Regions from separate parts of the Mus musculus genome. Here regions 2 and 3 are each linked to region 1. Evidence: chromatin contacts called from public HiCAR-type data. All regions are on one chromosome and are shown on one strand. The core of a region is the stretch at or near the end of the contact, and the rest is flanking DNA. Distances in the headings are between cores, read along the strand shown.

Evidence for each region. HiCAR-type assays count read pairs that join an accessible place to other places.
Region 2: a contact with region 1 is called in a HiCAR-type map of fibro-adipogenic progenitors, with 7 times the contacts expected there. The contact joins two enhancer-like sites. A contact is called at or near these places in 4 of 484 Hi-C or Micro-C datasets (bone marrow-derived macrophages, muscle stem cells and nephron progenitors), 2 of 115 datasets of contacts at active chromatin or transcription factors (embryonic stem cells and fibro-adipogenic progenitors) and 1 of 9 other capture datasets (embryonic stem cells).
Region 3: a HiCAR-type map of fibro-adipogenic progenitors shows a contact between it and region 1, with 4 times the contacts expected there. The contact joins two enhancer-like sites. A contact is called at or near these places in 6 of 484 Hi-C or Micro-C datasets (cortical neurons, liver, muscle stem cells and 2 more) and 2 of 115 datasets of contacts at active chromatin or transcription factors (embryonic stem cells and fibro-adipogenic progenitors).

Annotation. Positions count from the first base shown.
Region 1 is chr13:41,748,192-41,753,158 of GRCm38.p6, forward strand. No RefSeq gene overlaps it. Among named protein-coding and RNA genes, the nearest start is that of Gm40925, 74 kb to the left of the region's middle. Within about 2 kb of position 2,505, at least 42 of the 459 cell types and tissues checked have an H3K27ac peak or open chromatin away from gene starts, as enhancers often do. A contact at or near this core is called in fibro-adipogenic progenitors, where this site is marked.
Region 2 is chr13:41,991,687-41,996,653 of GRCm38.p6, forward strand. Gm32555 (a long non-coding RNA gene) reads right to left here. Exons shown (of 5, transcript XR_873299.2): 4 at 4,046-4,196; 5 at 1,032-2,559. Among named protein-coding and RNA genes, the nearest start is that of Gm32555, 27 kb to the right of the region's middle. Within about 2 kb of position 2,610, at least 3 of the 459 cell types and tissues checked have an H3K27ac peak or open chromatin away from gene starts, as enhancers often do. A contact at or near this core is called in fibro-adipogenic progenitors, where this site is marked.
Region 3 is chr13:41,950,144-41,955,110 of GRCm38.p6, forward strand. No RefSeq gene overlaps it. Among named protein-coding and RNA genes, the nearest start is that of Gm22157, 51 kb to the left of the region's middle. Within about 2 kb of position 2,483, at least 10 of the 459 cell types and tissues checked have an H3K27ac peak or open chromatin away from gene starts, as enhancers often do. A contact at or near this core is called in fibro-adipogenic progenitors, where this site is marked.

The DNA.
Region 1 (4,967 bases), core at 1,255-3,754:
GAGCCTCAAGGCCACAGCATGGTAATAACTATTAGGAGTGTGTCTCAGTGGGCTCCTCCTGGTATTTGAGAGAGAGGAGAGGTATTTGGGTTCCTTGTCATCTACAGCATGTGGGTGGCAATGAGAACCTTTGGAGATCTTTTATAGTAACTGCTACACTCTGGCCATAGCTGCTCTTCTACTCCAGCTAGTAATGACCTCTGAGCTGAGCTGAGCTTCCTGACTCTAAACACAGGTGGGCTTCTTGGCCCACCCTCCTCCCCCAGACATGATTGCACTCCTTGCTTAGGATGTTATGAAGTGCTCGCACCGAGTTTATCACAGGCCCTGGAGCCTATCTAGAAGCCGCCATTATGATGAGCCAGTATCAAGGGATTGTGACTTTCTTAGGAACTTTCCCTGACTCTTCCAGACCTTCTCATAGGAAGCCATCCTACGAGGTAGCGGAAGCTATCTTTTCAGCCTGTCATTATTCAGAACAATGGCTTTTAGCACCCATTCAGGAAGTCCTGCCCCAGGACCAGAGGCTTATGAGCTCCATTAGCCACAGACTGACAGATTGACACAGGCTGTGGGCGGGGACAAAGTGTCTTGTGAAGCAAGCAGCTCCTATCCCTTCTTGGAACTCAACATTCTATGAGGGTCGTATGTGGAACAGTCTCAGAAATTAATTTTCAAACAGCACTCATCCATTTATTTGATCTTCGTTAACTCTGTTCCACTGGTTGGGTTCATTCTAGGAAGCGCGGGCTGTTGTTCCCTTGATTGGATGGCTGGTGTGGCATCTGGGAAGACTCTTGAATGAAGAGAGGAGGGAGTGGGAACTTGGCAAGCAGAAGCCGAAGGATTATTATAGGCCTATGAGTCACAGGGACTGCAGGCAAATGATACAGAGTGGGCTGATGGAGGGAGTGTGGGCAGCGAGCAAGCTTGAGGTAGACTGAGAGGAAGGAACTAATGCAAGGAGCAACGCTTTGGGAGTATGTTAGTCAGGCTCTGCAGAGAGACAGCACCAATCGGATTCGAGTGCATGTCGAAGGCAATTTCATTCAAGGAATAGGCTCCAGGGATGACAGGATCTGGCAATTCTCAAATGTGCAGGCTGGAGGCCCAGGGAAAATGCTGATGTGGAATGTCAAAAGTATCCCCACAGGTGCCACCCCCGCGGTGCTCACAGCCTGGTGTTCAATGCCCGGAAAACACATCGGTTCACGTCTATAGGGAGCTGTGAGAAGTCTCGACCCAAAGTCTCTATAGATGCTTCCATGCCTCTAGCAGAGTTTGGCTCCAGGCTGTGCCTCAAGCTCACCTCTGCTGCGTACCCAGTGAGGCCAGGTCTCCAGTTCTGCTTATCTGGTTTGGCACTGGCTGCTCAAAGCAGCTAGGAAAGCAGCCAGTGGTTCGAAGACAATTTAAGCAGGATTCTTCTACGTGGAGGGGAATTTCAGCTTTGGCTGCGTATTAGAACTATCTTTAAACACCTAGCGCGGGGTTCATAGTGCAGACAAATTCAGAATCTCTGTGCTGGGGGTGAAGAGAACATCCGAAAAATTGTATTCCTGTAAGCGCCTGGCTGTGTCATCTAGCCTAATCACCTCACAAAGGTAAGGTTACCACTAACATGTAAATTTCGAAGTTCATTTTAACACATGGATTCTTGGGTGACACTTTCAAACCATAGCCACCCTTAGCGGCTCTCAGTGTTTCCTTTTCTGGGCTGTCCTCAACGTCTGATTAAAAACATGTTTTTTTTTTTTTTCTCTCTGATGGTGCTGAGGTCTGATACATGTACCCACACAAAGAGTGCCTGGCTTAGTGGGTAAGAGCGCTGACTGCTCCTCCAAAGGTCCTGAGTTCAAATCTCAGCAACCACATGGTGGCTCAAAACCACCCATAATGAGATCTGACGCCCTCTTCTGGCATGTCTGAAGGCAGTTATAGTGTACTTATGTATAGTGATAAGTAAATCTTTGGTCCAGAAGAAGCAGGGACCAGAGTGAGCAGAGGTTCTAAAAAATTCAATTCCCAACATCCACATGAAGGCTCACAACCATCTGTACAGATACAGTGTACTCACATACATAAAATAAAAAGATAAATCTTTAAAAGAAAAAAAAAAAAAGAGTGCCTTACTGAACTGTGTCACTGGCCCTAACTCACTTGTTAAAGTCGCTTGGGTCCAGAAAAGCAGGTGTTTCCACAACGATGCTGTGTTCTCTACCCTGGCATTCATCACATGTTGGCTTAAAAGATTTGAAAGAAAAATGTCTAATGTGTTGAAGACACAGAGGAAGGATTGGATTTTTTTCAGTCTTCACAAAGGAGACAGAAACTGGATTTGTTAAGAAAATCATATGGCATGCAGGAAACAGCTTTGTCTGACTTTTTTTTTTTTCTCTTGGGTAATTCTTCATTGAGAAAAACCCATCAATGTTACTGACCCTCAGGGGTTTTGCTACCAGAATGATGACGTCAGTCTCTTTGTGCGCTGGTGAATGAAGGTTCTGGGATAATGACTAACAAATGTCCATTTGAAGGGGAGCAGACTGTACGGGTTCATCACTGAGTCATCACTGGGACAGACCAATGAAAAGAGTTAAGAGCTACCATTCGGTATCTATGACTTCTGAATCTCCAGTCTCTCAGTTAATAAACCAGAATTATCGGGTGGTAACACTAGAGCTTTTACAGTACAAGTCTGAAACCTTGCAGCTCTAACAGGAAAACTGTCTCCACTCACCCTCAATAAGCCGACGCAATAGCCCTAATAGTCAAGAGCAGAGAAGGGAAAAGATGGAGTGTGGCTACTGGTTCTTGCTATCTGGAAAATTGTCGACATGGTGACAAAAACTTCTTCGGGGAAGACAAGCTCCCCTGTGCCTGGCAGTAGAGCCCCAGCCTTTCCTTTCCCCCTGTCCTTCTTCTGGGGAAATTCCAGCTCCATGGTTCCATTGCTCAATGGTCTCTGTATCTGAAGGGAGAAGCTCACCTGCCTGTCCTCTCCAGCTGAGTTGGTCACATTGAGCTGAAGAGCAGCCTCCAGGATTCACAAACTCCCAGACCATCAGAAAGGGAACTAAGTTTGTCCTAAGACCTTCGCATCTGTGAAGTGCTAAGGAGCCTGAAGTGAATTATGTTGGACTTGGAGGAGTCACTATGTCCCTCCCATGACTCTGGTTTATATGAGAAAAGAGAGGGACATTTGGATCTGGAGTCCTGATTCTCGTAAGGTGCGGGGTGCGGGTGGGGGAGTCACAAATAGGAAGAAAAATGGAAGCAGAGATGATAGCATTGCTGTGATTAAACAAGTGCCGCCAGGAGCCAGCAGAAGGAAGGGTCTTCCTCTCCACCTTCTAAGGAGACATACAGCTACTATGCTTGATCCGTAAGACGATTAGCTTCTTCATCTGTGGGGAAATATACTTTCATAGTGTTTAAGGTGCCCAGCTTGTGGCATTTTGTTACAGTAACTATAAAGCTCTAAAACAATTAACAGCTACGCTCTTCTAAGGTATTGAGACTGTAATGAATTCATATGGTAAATATGATTAGATTTAGTAATGATAACATTTTAACTAAATATACTTCGGGACTATTTGATACTAAGGTAATGACAGCCATCAAGGCTGCTGGTGCTTATGGGTCTTTTGTGACTGTCTCTGTGACTCCGGGAAATGACAGGTGCTGAGTGAAGGCGAAGTGATTTACAGCAGGGTGGTCAGTCAACATGCAAGAGGTGCATCTCCATGTGTTCACCCATCCACCATGGAGGGGGTTGGAGCTGTTCTTTGACTGCATGTAACACATTAGACCACGAATCATTTAGAGTTACCTGTTATGGGCCCCTCCCTGGAGTTACACGTTCCATCTCTTCCTCAGTAAACACCCACAGCACCTAGGTTTGTGTACTTAAGAAATTTCCGTTAAGCTCAGCTTAAGGAGTGTGCAAGTTCCTTTCATTAAAGTACATTGGTCTTCTCTTAGCTACTGTCTCAATTCTAAAGTTTCATTTACTTACCTCTAACTGCCATCCCAAATCCACGAAACGGAACATTCCAGAAATAAACAACCTAGCTGGTAACTTTTATTATAGTCTACAATCATCCTGTTATTATTATTTATGATGGTTGATCTCTTGCTGTGTCCAATTTATTAAACTTTACCACAGGAGAAAACATAGTGTATATATTGGTTTGTATTACCCTTAGATGTTTCAGATACTCAATGCAGGTCTTGGAATGTCTTTTCCAAGGGAGAACTACTATGCATTGGATGAATAATTTTTGGTCTTATATGCCCAGATCCTGGGTGGCTCCCTGGTAGACTGAGAGTTCTCTGTATGGTCCAAAGCCATTTTGTGACAGTTCTTTCCTTTTTTTTGATTTGATTATTACTCAGAAACACATACTCCTATATGGGCAAGTACAAAGGTGGCCCCAGCAGCCACAAACCTACAAGAGACAATACAGATGGAGGCCTAGCACTTGCTGCCTGCCCTCCTGAGGGACTTCACAGAGGCAGGCTTGGCTCATGGTTTTCATTGTCTATTGCTGTGATTTCATATGAGCCTGTCTATCAGTTGTGGCTACTTCTGAATCTGATAGCCTTTGCATAGAGTATGGGGAAAAACATGACAGTCTTGATGGCCCGTGGCTCACTTTGGCCTCTTCTCTTTTAGTTTGGTGATGTATGGTGACAGTCAAAGGTCACAGTGGCAGAAAGCATCTGGCAGAGGCAAACACCAATATAATCTATTATACAACAAAGAGAATTTGATTTAATGAAGTGATTTTGTAATTCAGACAGGTCAAGTTAGTGCTATACATAAAATGACAGCATGAATGACTTTTAGATGTACATAGAAATTTCACACGCAAAAGCATGTCTCTATCATTCCCTCCCACACCCTCAGGATCACATAGCAGAGTCCCAGTCAGGTAAAACTAACCTAGCATCAACTAATTCCA
Region 2 (4,967 bases), core at 1,360-3,859, 240 kb after region 1:
AAAAGTAGACAGTGAGATGCTGGTTGTCGGGAGCAGGGAGTGGTGGACTATGCGGTTGCTCAGTCTTATGGGACAACCAAGTTCTGTACATCTAGTACCCAGGATAATGAGTATCATCTTCAACATCCTATATGTAACAATACACACATGCACACACAGTCACACAAAATGGGAAAAGAATTCTTGTGCTCTCGGCACACAGAGGAAAATCCTAGCAAGCAGAACAAACTAACAGTGGGTCAGTTACCTTGCTCCGATTAACCATTTAGAGTGTATACGTCACATTGTATGACTAAGATAGACATAATTTTTTTTATTTCTTAGCATTCCTTTGTCATGAAGCTGGGAGGACTGCTTGGTGGGTAAGAATGCTGCACAAACATCATGATCTAAGTTCAAATCCCCAGCACCCATGTAAAAAATTGTCCTCTGGTCTCCACATACATCACTCAAAGATTTATACCCCCCCCCTTTCCTACCTGTAACTCAAATGTTGTGGAGGAAGAAACAGGAGGGTTGCTGGATCTTGTGGCTGCCAGCCTTGTCCCAAGTTTGGTGAGAGACCTTATTTCAAGGGAATTCAGTCCGAGAAAGGTAGAACAGGAAACCCAATGTCTTCCTCTGATCGCCATGTACATGGGTGAATTTACCCAGAGACATGTGGAAACACATGGTATTCACACATACACGCACATGCATGCTCACACGCCTTCATCAAACCAGAAAAAGGTTTTTAAAAAATTAACAAATACTAGTCAAAGAAATACTTCGATGGCATGTTGTTTTAACTCTCTTTGAATCATCGTTGACAAAATGACCAAATTCCTACTTTAGGATGACCATCAAGACATTTGTCCTCGCTAGAGAGTGTATGGTTTGTTATAGTCAAGAAGGCCACAAAAAATAAAACTCATTGGATAATGTAAATGTTTTCCAAATGACTTAGCTAGGGTCACGAAAGAGCACCCATTTGGCTAATTCTAAATAAAACCCCATAATTGAAGGCTTCACCGTGATGACCTCTGACTTCATTCAGCAATAAATATTTAATAAGATCCACTCGCATCAGGTACTATGGCGTCCAACGTTAATCAATATTCATATTCATATAGCTTTTCTGATTTATGGTATAAGCCACGCTACCTGCATAATATATACTAAAACCCACACATTCCCAAGTTTAATTTAATCCCCTATCAGTCATAGTAAGATGCATTATGGCAATATTATGCTTCATTCTGGACATCGGCTGAGAAATGGTATTTGCTGAACATGATAGAGCCATTGCATACATGCATTCATGGTGCCCTGAAGAGCTCAAGTTATCCAAGATCCCAGTATTGATAGGGAGGGGTTCATGACTTTCCACACACCCCACCCCTGCAGAGAAGCTACTGACCACTAATGGCCACTGGAGGAGGGGAACGTTTTCCTCTGGGATGCAGACCTTGAGTGGAGTCCCATGCCCCAGTTGATACTCCTTCACCCACGCACTCACAGGCAGTTACTACGTTGACTCAATGGGTTTAAAAACAAAGAAAAACAAGGTGAAGGTGGAGATGGAAGTTGTGGTGAGAAGTGGGGAGAAATCGAAATCGGCGGGGAAGGAAGAGAGGGGTGGCAGATTCGATGAAAACGCATATTACACGTGCATGGAATTCTCAATGAAAATATATTATGCTTCTTGATGCCTAGATATTCAGCAGGCTAAAACTCATTCTGTTCTTGTGGATCCCACCCTCACTGTGTACTCAACAGCATCCCATTTTGTTAGGGCTGGCTCTGACTTAGCTAAGTAAATCCCTTAAAAGAGTACAAAAGAAAGATAGCTAGATAACTATCTTAAGTGCATGATTTTGCACATTTTTTTTTGTAAAATAATTGAAGGTCCTGTACGATTTTGTGAAGAATTCTGGGAATTTCTGCTCCGTCATGGTGCCCAGGGAAGCAGTGTTCTTCGTCTCCTAAGCGCTCAGCTGAGCTCTGTCCATCATATCTCCACTTCGCTCCTGAGGGCCCTTGGGCAACATCTAGCTCCCACTGGCTGACTTTCACTCTGCCACTGGTTGATACATCAGAAAAGAAATATTTCCTCTAAACCCTGTCTCACAAAAGTGAGCCTCAAGAGAGTAACAAGGCACAGTCTTCCTTTCAGCATCCAGGGAGTTGTTTGGAGACTACAGCCTCACTGAACATGGAGTCTGACAGCACCTTGATTTTGGACTATCTCCCTCCACAGCAGTATACAGTGCCCTTTTATTATTTAATAAATGAACCAGGCTAGGCAATTTTGCACAGCCTCTTTCATGGACTAAGACACTTGACATCCATGGGCTAGAGGCAACGGATGAAAAGGACCATCGGGGAGTGAGATGTGTACAACATCCAAAGTCACAATTCCATGCAACAAGAATGATGGTCGTTGACTGCTGAGTCTTAGAAAGGATGGGAAGAGGAAGTGTTCAAGGAGGTAGCTGGTTCAGTGCTTGGGAGGAGAAGAGGGATATCTGGCAATGGAAGGAAGCTCCCACAAGGCTAGACAGTCTCTGAATCCTGGGGCTGGAAGAGAAAATAAACAAACAGACTAAACATTGAGCAACATCTCTACACTGTCGTCATTCCAGCTAACAGGCTTACAATAAATCCAGCTGTGCTAGCCCCAGGGACAGGAGGAAGGGCCGAGCCACACATGGGAAGAAGTCCATCTCTTTTGACATCCTTTGCTATGTCATCTACAGCAACTCATGGATAAAGCTTGACGTCTTTCCAGTCAGTAGGAGTCATAAAGATTTCTCAGAAAACAGATGACAAAAGCAAGCCAACATAGTAACACACACACACACACACACACAAACACACACACACACACACACACACACACACACAGCAAACAAACAACAAAAGTATCACTCACAAACACTATGTTGATTGCTTACTGCTTATTTTTATTAAGAATGGTCATTCATTGTAATTTGAACAAATCTAAAACAAGCAGAGCATGCTGGGATACACCTGCAATCCTAGAACTAGGGAGGCTGAGGAAGAAGGATTGTGAACTTGAGGCTAGCTTGAGCTACAAAGCAAATTTCAGGTCAACCTAGGTTATACAGTAAAATACTATCTCAAAGAGGGAGGCAGAGGGCTAAAGCCAGAAGAGTGTTGGAAATGGATGGTAATGGAACCTCCTTACAGTCTTGGAACTGGGACACAACAAAAGCCAATGGATTTGGGACTTGATATATATATATCTCAGAGGATGTATGTATTCTATACCATGAGGTCAGAATTACTAATGAGTGTAGAGAAGCCGAATCACAAATAGTTTACATGACAGCTAGGGCTGCATGCCTATTGAAGACAGCCACAGTCCAATCCCTATGTATAATACATAATTGCTAACCATTTTGATAGGTAAATTCCCACATAGCTTTTTAAACGTGGTTTCAAGTTTTCAGTAAAGCAAACACATAGCTGTTTAAATAGTACCAAGAATTCAGAATAATTGCATATACTTTAAATTCTCATACACACAGATAAATTTTTGGAGCGATGCTCCACTTCATTAAACAAACAAACAAACAAACAAAGAAACAAACAAACAAACAAACAAACAAAACTAAACCCCTGAAACTAAAAATATGCTTGATATCCTGGGGCTAAGATACAATTTTGTGACTAGACTTTTATAGATCATTTTAAAAACCTGATCTTTGATAAACATCCCATTGCCACAGTTGATGGAATAAGGTAACGCTAAGACTGTAGGCGGTGCTTGCTCTGCGCCCTGGCACAGACTTGCATTTGCACTGTACACCCAGGGGCCAGGTAAGACTTTGGATAGTGCTAAGGATGTGGCTCAGTGACAGAGCACTTGCCAGGCGTACACAAGGCTTTGGTTTAGTCCTTATCACTCTAGGGTGTGAGACGGTTCCTCCTTCCGCTAGTTTTCCATAAATACTTAGGGCAGAGCATAGCTCACTTGGAACTGTTTTGTTTCCCAGCCATTCAGGAACTCTAGGAAGCTGCTCTTTGAACTGTGCCATACCTGCCATCTCTTGTTCAGTGTTAAACAGTTTTGCTGAGCCAACATATCCCAAGGGATCCCGGTGCTCCCTCCCGAGCGGTCGGGGAGGCTCAGATCATATTATGCTTGTGGTTATTGCTGATGTACATCTTCTGATTGATGGATTCACAACCTATAACAGAAACCAAGAACCATAAAGGTGACTTACTTCAGAAAGAACTGTGCTATGGTCTGTATGTAATTCAGTTCACTTGGGGAGAGCAAATGTGTTGTGTTCGGCCTACCATGGGCCAAAAAGGTTGGGAGACTTAATGAAATAAAAATGAGTAGGCTCAAGTCATCAAGCCAACCAAAGAATGAATAAATAATAAATATACTAATAAATATAAATATATATCATATATTTTCCTTGAGAAAAAAAATCTCATGTACTCCATTGTATGCTGAAATTCTTTCCATAGTCTTATTTAAATATTGATACATATCTGAGTATATACATCTAACATTTCTACATCAGCTCTAGCTATAAAACTGTATAACTATAAAAATAGCAACTAAATGCAAACAAAAATGCAATGTCAATAAACTGAAAATTAAAACAGATCTGCCAGGATGTGTGTTAACTTGATTATATAAGATGTTACAGGTTGCTTTTATTCCTTAATTATAAAACCCTAATTCCTTCATGTTTCAGAGCTCCATAGTCATAAGGTAATCAATTATATTTGATATAATGCAAGTAGGCGTTAAGTAACATTTTAGATACGATCATATACATTTAAAATGTACTTATATTTTGTCATATAAACTAAACTCTAATTGTTACAACTACATTTTATAACTACTAGTTGTTTCTTTAAGAATTATGAAATACAAAGAATATAAATTCCAAAAGATACATCTCAGAGATCAGTTCACTGTGTTTTTTCCGTTGTCTCTCACC
Region 3 (4,967 bases), core at 1,233-3,732, 200 kb after region 1:
TCTCAATCAGCCACAGAAACATTACCTACTGAGTGGACAAAGAGAACAGGTGTGCGTAGAGAAGACTCTGGTCAGATGCTGCAAGCATCCCACATGCTCTCCCCCTCCCCCTCCCCCTCCCCCTCCCCCTCCCCCTCCCCCTCCCCCTCCCCCTCCCCCTCCGCCAACGGGAGGGTGATGGGCTCCTCTTGGGAGTCAGCAAAGGAGGAAGTCACTTCCTACTTCCTGCACTGGAGATTCCACAACCTCTAACCAGTTTATTGAGATTTTGCCTTTCCCATAGTCTCACCAAATTAAGTAGTATCTGCTATCTCCGGTGTGGTACCTGTGGCATGCATGGCTAGCACCCCCTGACTGCCCGTGTCTGTCATTAGCAGTTACTGTCGGCATTATCATTAGCAGTCCGTGCAGGCACTAGGGTATGCGCAGCATCATGCTCTTTGAGAGGTAGACAGAAATTTCTCAAGCACCATGGTTGATTCTTGAAGGCCCCCATTTGAGAACTCCCATGGTTACATATATATCATCCCTTATTTCAAAGGCAACTCGGAGCATGTAAGAGGTACGCTAACTGCTCCTTCACCTCTATAAATGAGCATGTTATATTTAAATACATACCTATCTCTGGGCAGTGTTCTGGAATACGTGATGGCAATGTGTTCACATGACATCTGGTAGCACCCCTATGTTTTTAACCTGTGTGCCCAAAATGGGGCATCATGAGTTCTTTGTGCCCCATGTTGTGAAATTAAATGTAAACCTGTCTTGACAAATTTGAAGGCTTTGGGGGACAGAAATCCATAGATGGTACGTTGGGGTCCCAAATGCTAAAATGGCCAAAGAGACTATACCTTGGGGGCAGCTTCTGGACCCCCCAGTGCCCCATCTATTCTTTGAGGGCAGTGGGTCTGCTGAGAGCTTGGATTCCAGTTTGGGCAGAGAGAAGAAAGGAAGAAGAGGCAAAGTCCTGACAGCGGCAATCAGATGAACCCAGTGGGCCCAGGAACTATGACGGGAGAATGAGAGCAGAGAGGGGGGCTGGGCTGGGCTGAGGACAGTCGGCTAACTCAGATTCCTGGTGTTTGGCCTGGAGAAAGCACCCACTAGAGGAACAAGTCTGTTGTTAGCAGCCAAGGATGGCCCAGGTGATCGCAGAAGCACACTGGGTTCTCAACCTTGCTGTGATCCTGGGTCTCAGGTAAATGAGTTCTGGCCTTAGCTGACAGTCAGGTAAACAACAGTCCCTGTGCCCATTATTCAAATGGTGCTAGTGTGCCTAGACTAGAGTTCCTCCAAGTTTAGAATAACCCTTCTCTCAATGCCTTGAGTTTCTCTCAGAGTCTTTCTCGCACAAAGAAACAATCTGGAAGATGTGGGCTTTCTAGAAGCTACAAGTTTTATAATTTGTTGGTAGTTACTGGAGGAAGGCACTGGTTTCTAGTTAAGTTGGAATTTCAGATGGTAAGCATAAATACATTTTAACCTAAGTTCCAAATATTATGTTAGACCTACTTATCTATACAGTCCTTTGTTTGCTATGGTTTGACTTAATTCCTTCCTTCCTTCCTTCCTTCCTTCCTTCCTTCCTTCCTTTCTTTCTTTCTTTTTTTATTTTTTGCTTTAAGGTAGTAATGGTACTTCAAGTCTAATTTGGATCTTATCTTGGGGGAATAATGCGTGGTTTACCTGAAAATCACAGTTAACTGAAACTTTAAAAGAATTATTAGCACATATTCATTGTACAAAGTAGTGGGCATAGCATTGCATAGTTATAATGACAGCATTCGAGGAGCTGGGGCAGGAGATTGCCATGAGTTCAAAATGAGCAAAGGCTACACAGAAGAACCCTGTTTGGAAAATTGATACACACAAAACCCAAAGCAACAAACAAACAAACAAACAAAAGACAAATTCAAAACCAGAAACAACTGAGGAGTTCTTTTGTGAGACTCTCATCTAGACATATTCTGTACTATGACGACACTCACCCCCAGGAGCCTCTGCCATCCCCCTTTCTTATTGTGACCACACTCATCCGCCTGAACCTCTCTTACCCCCTTCCACTCCCATTAGTCTCTTTACTCTTCATAAATAGCATTAATATTTAGACCATATAAAAAACTAAAGATACTAAGCACACACACAAGCAATCCAATAAATAAAGTCAACAGTTCCCCAAACATGACCATCACCAGCAAATCACCAGTAATGTGTGAAATGCTGTTGAAGCCATGACTGGCACACAGATTAAAACACCCCAAGCATTAAGAAAATAATAATCTTGCTAGGATATTTCAGATGAAAAGAATTTGGGTAATTTTATTTACTAAATCTAGTGACATTTGTGCATTGTGAGTAAGAGAGGAAATTGGGACTATTAAATGCTGTACAACTATGAGGTTTCTCTACAATGACAAAGGAATCGCAGGGCATCCTGGAAGCCTCTCAGACTTGGATTTACAAATGTCATCTGACTCTGCAGCTTCGGAAATCCCAGCACATGACATGTCTCTCGGCTGTGCCTGGGAGGCATTGCTGCCAAGTCAGGTCTGCTGGGATTTTGACATCATCCAAGATTTTTCTGTTTATTTCCTTGGTTTCACATGGTCTTGATGGCAATCTTTCAAATGACACCACTGGGTATTTTTGTAACTCCATCTCTTTAGTTCTCTCTCTCTCTCTCTAAATTTCTTGCTTTGTGGGGGTTGAATTTTAGGTCTCTGATTTCATCTAGAAATAAATGTTTATAAAAATGTATAAACACTTCTCAGATGAGACCGTTTTAGAGAGCCAGGGTACTATGTTAATTACCTAAGTTACTTTGTTTTCTGCATGGTAGGATGTAGTTCTGAAAGGAGAAACTACAAATCACAAATGTTTCCATTCGTTCTTTGAGAATTGTAAAGATGTATGCAATACATTGTGATCACATCTACCCCAATTTTCCTCCTCCAACTCCCCACCTAGAACCGCCCCACCCCAACATCCCCTGAACAAGTTCATGTGTTTTTAAACATACTCACAGCATCTGTGAGTCCCTGAGTGGCCACACCCCACAAAGGAAAATGATTCTTCCTTCCCCAGCCACTACCAAACGATTAATGGCTCCTTGGCTAGAGGTGGGGCCTTGGAACCACCCCCTACTCTGCCCCACCTTCATCCATGCTGAAATTCTAGCTAGCTTGTTCTTGTACAGGTAATCATCGATGATGTGAGTTCATGGATGCGCCAGCCACATCTTATTCAGAAGATGGAATTTTGCATGGTTCCCCTCCATGTTTGAGCTCTTAGAACCTTTCTACTGTCTTGTCCACAAAGTATGTTGAGGGGTTGATAAAGATGTCTCTTTAGGGTAGAGTACTGGTTCAGCAGTGTTTCTATTTATGAGTTCCCTCAGTCCTCTCTGCTCAGTGCAAAAAAGAAACTTCTCTCACCAAAGTTGAGAGCAGCCCAGATCTAGGGGATCTGGAAAGATCTAGAAGGCAATTTGACATGACCATGTATCAGAATAGCAATAGTAGGTCTCCCCTCTCCCAGGGTCTATGCTATCCCAAGCTATGGGCTTTTGATCTGGTGTACAGTACCAGGTCCCTTTATATGCAGCAGCCTCAAGTCATCCAGAAACCACTTGGTTTCCCCATAATGTCCATGCCTCTATTGTACTAGTAAGTCTTGCCTGGCAGGTTGGTGTTGAAGATTCCAGGATCTAGCACTTAGTAAGACCATTGTCTTTTCTGACTCAGTGGTCTGCATAGCATCTTCAGGAGCATCTAAAGATCCTCTGCAGCAAGAAGAGAGTTTCCTGGTGAGACTGGGAGTGAATTTTCTATGTTCTGCAACCAAGTGTATATTATGTTTGGCAATAGGGTCCTATTATCTAGTTATGGTGCACAACCAAGAGCAACGGCAACAGCCTGTGTTAATTTGGAGACCTCTGGATCCCTCCATGATTAGTAACTGCTAGAGAGTTATCCCATGACTGGCACTGTGATAGCCCCTGTCTTCTTTGAGAAGCACTCACATAAGAACCCTATGGACCCATTTAGTTTTGACTTCAGGCATGCTAAGCCATGTATCGTACAGATAACCATCAATGATGTGAGCTCATATTTAGTATATTCTTAAATGTTACCCATAATTACCCTAAACCCACAGCCAACTTCATCAGAATAGTGACTAGTAGGAGATCTGAAAAATTAGCCTTGCCATGGTGATGCGTGTTTATAGCAACGTCAGCCTCAGTTACATGAGCTTTCATTTATGAGAAAGTGTATAAGGAATAGAAGGAGTGTAGAATCAGACAAATTAGTCAAAATTATCCTGTCTTAGCCAGCAATAAAACTTTATATAAAATTTTGTGGATCAAATGTGGGCATGATTCAAATATCCCATGAAGGATCTACTGAAACTTTTGTTATTTTTGATTTTCAATTTAAAGCTCTAGGTTTATTCTCTTTTATTGTTTTGAGCACTGTCACATAGATTTTACATTATTATGGTGTAAGTGGCCTTGGCTTTGTGAATCTCTTCCTAATAGTGCTAGGAATTGACTTAAAATGTACCATCCTAGAAAACAAAAATGATTGTAAAAGCAATCTGAGATGAATAATGCCAGTAAATAGCAGATGAGGGGAGTGTCGGACGGAATAGGCAGAAAGAAGTAGGATGTGCATTCAAAAAATGAAATCTACTTAGCAATTTGTGAGAAATGAATGGAAGTAAGTTATGCAATTTATTAATGGACTGACAATTGTGACTGAATAAACTTGTTCACTATTCTGGATACATTGATTTCTTAATGACATAATGTATGCAGCCATTTGCTTGTCTTATTCCCTCTAAATTATTATAGATACCATATTGTAATACATTTGTGTGTGCATATAAGTGTTCAGAAGTGGTGTATCTATGTATACACACACATACCTATATACATATGCACACACACATACATACATAAACACATA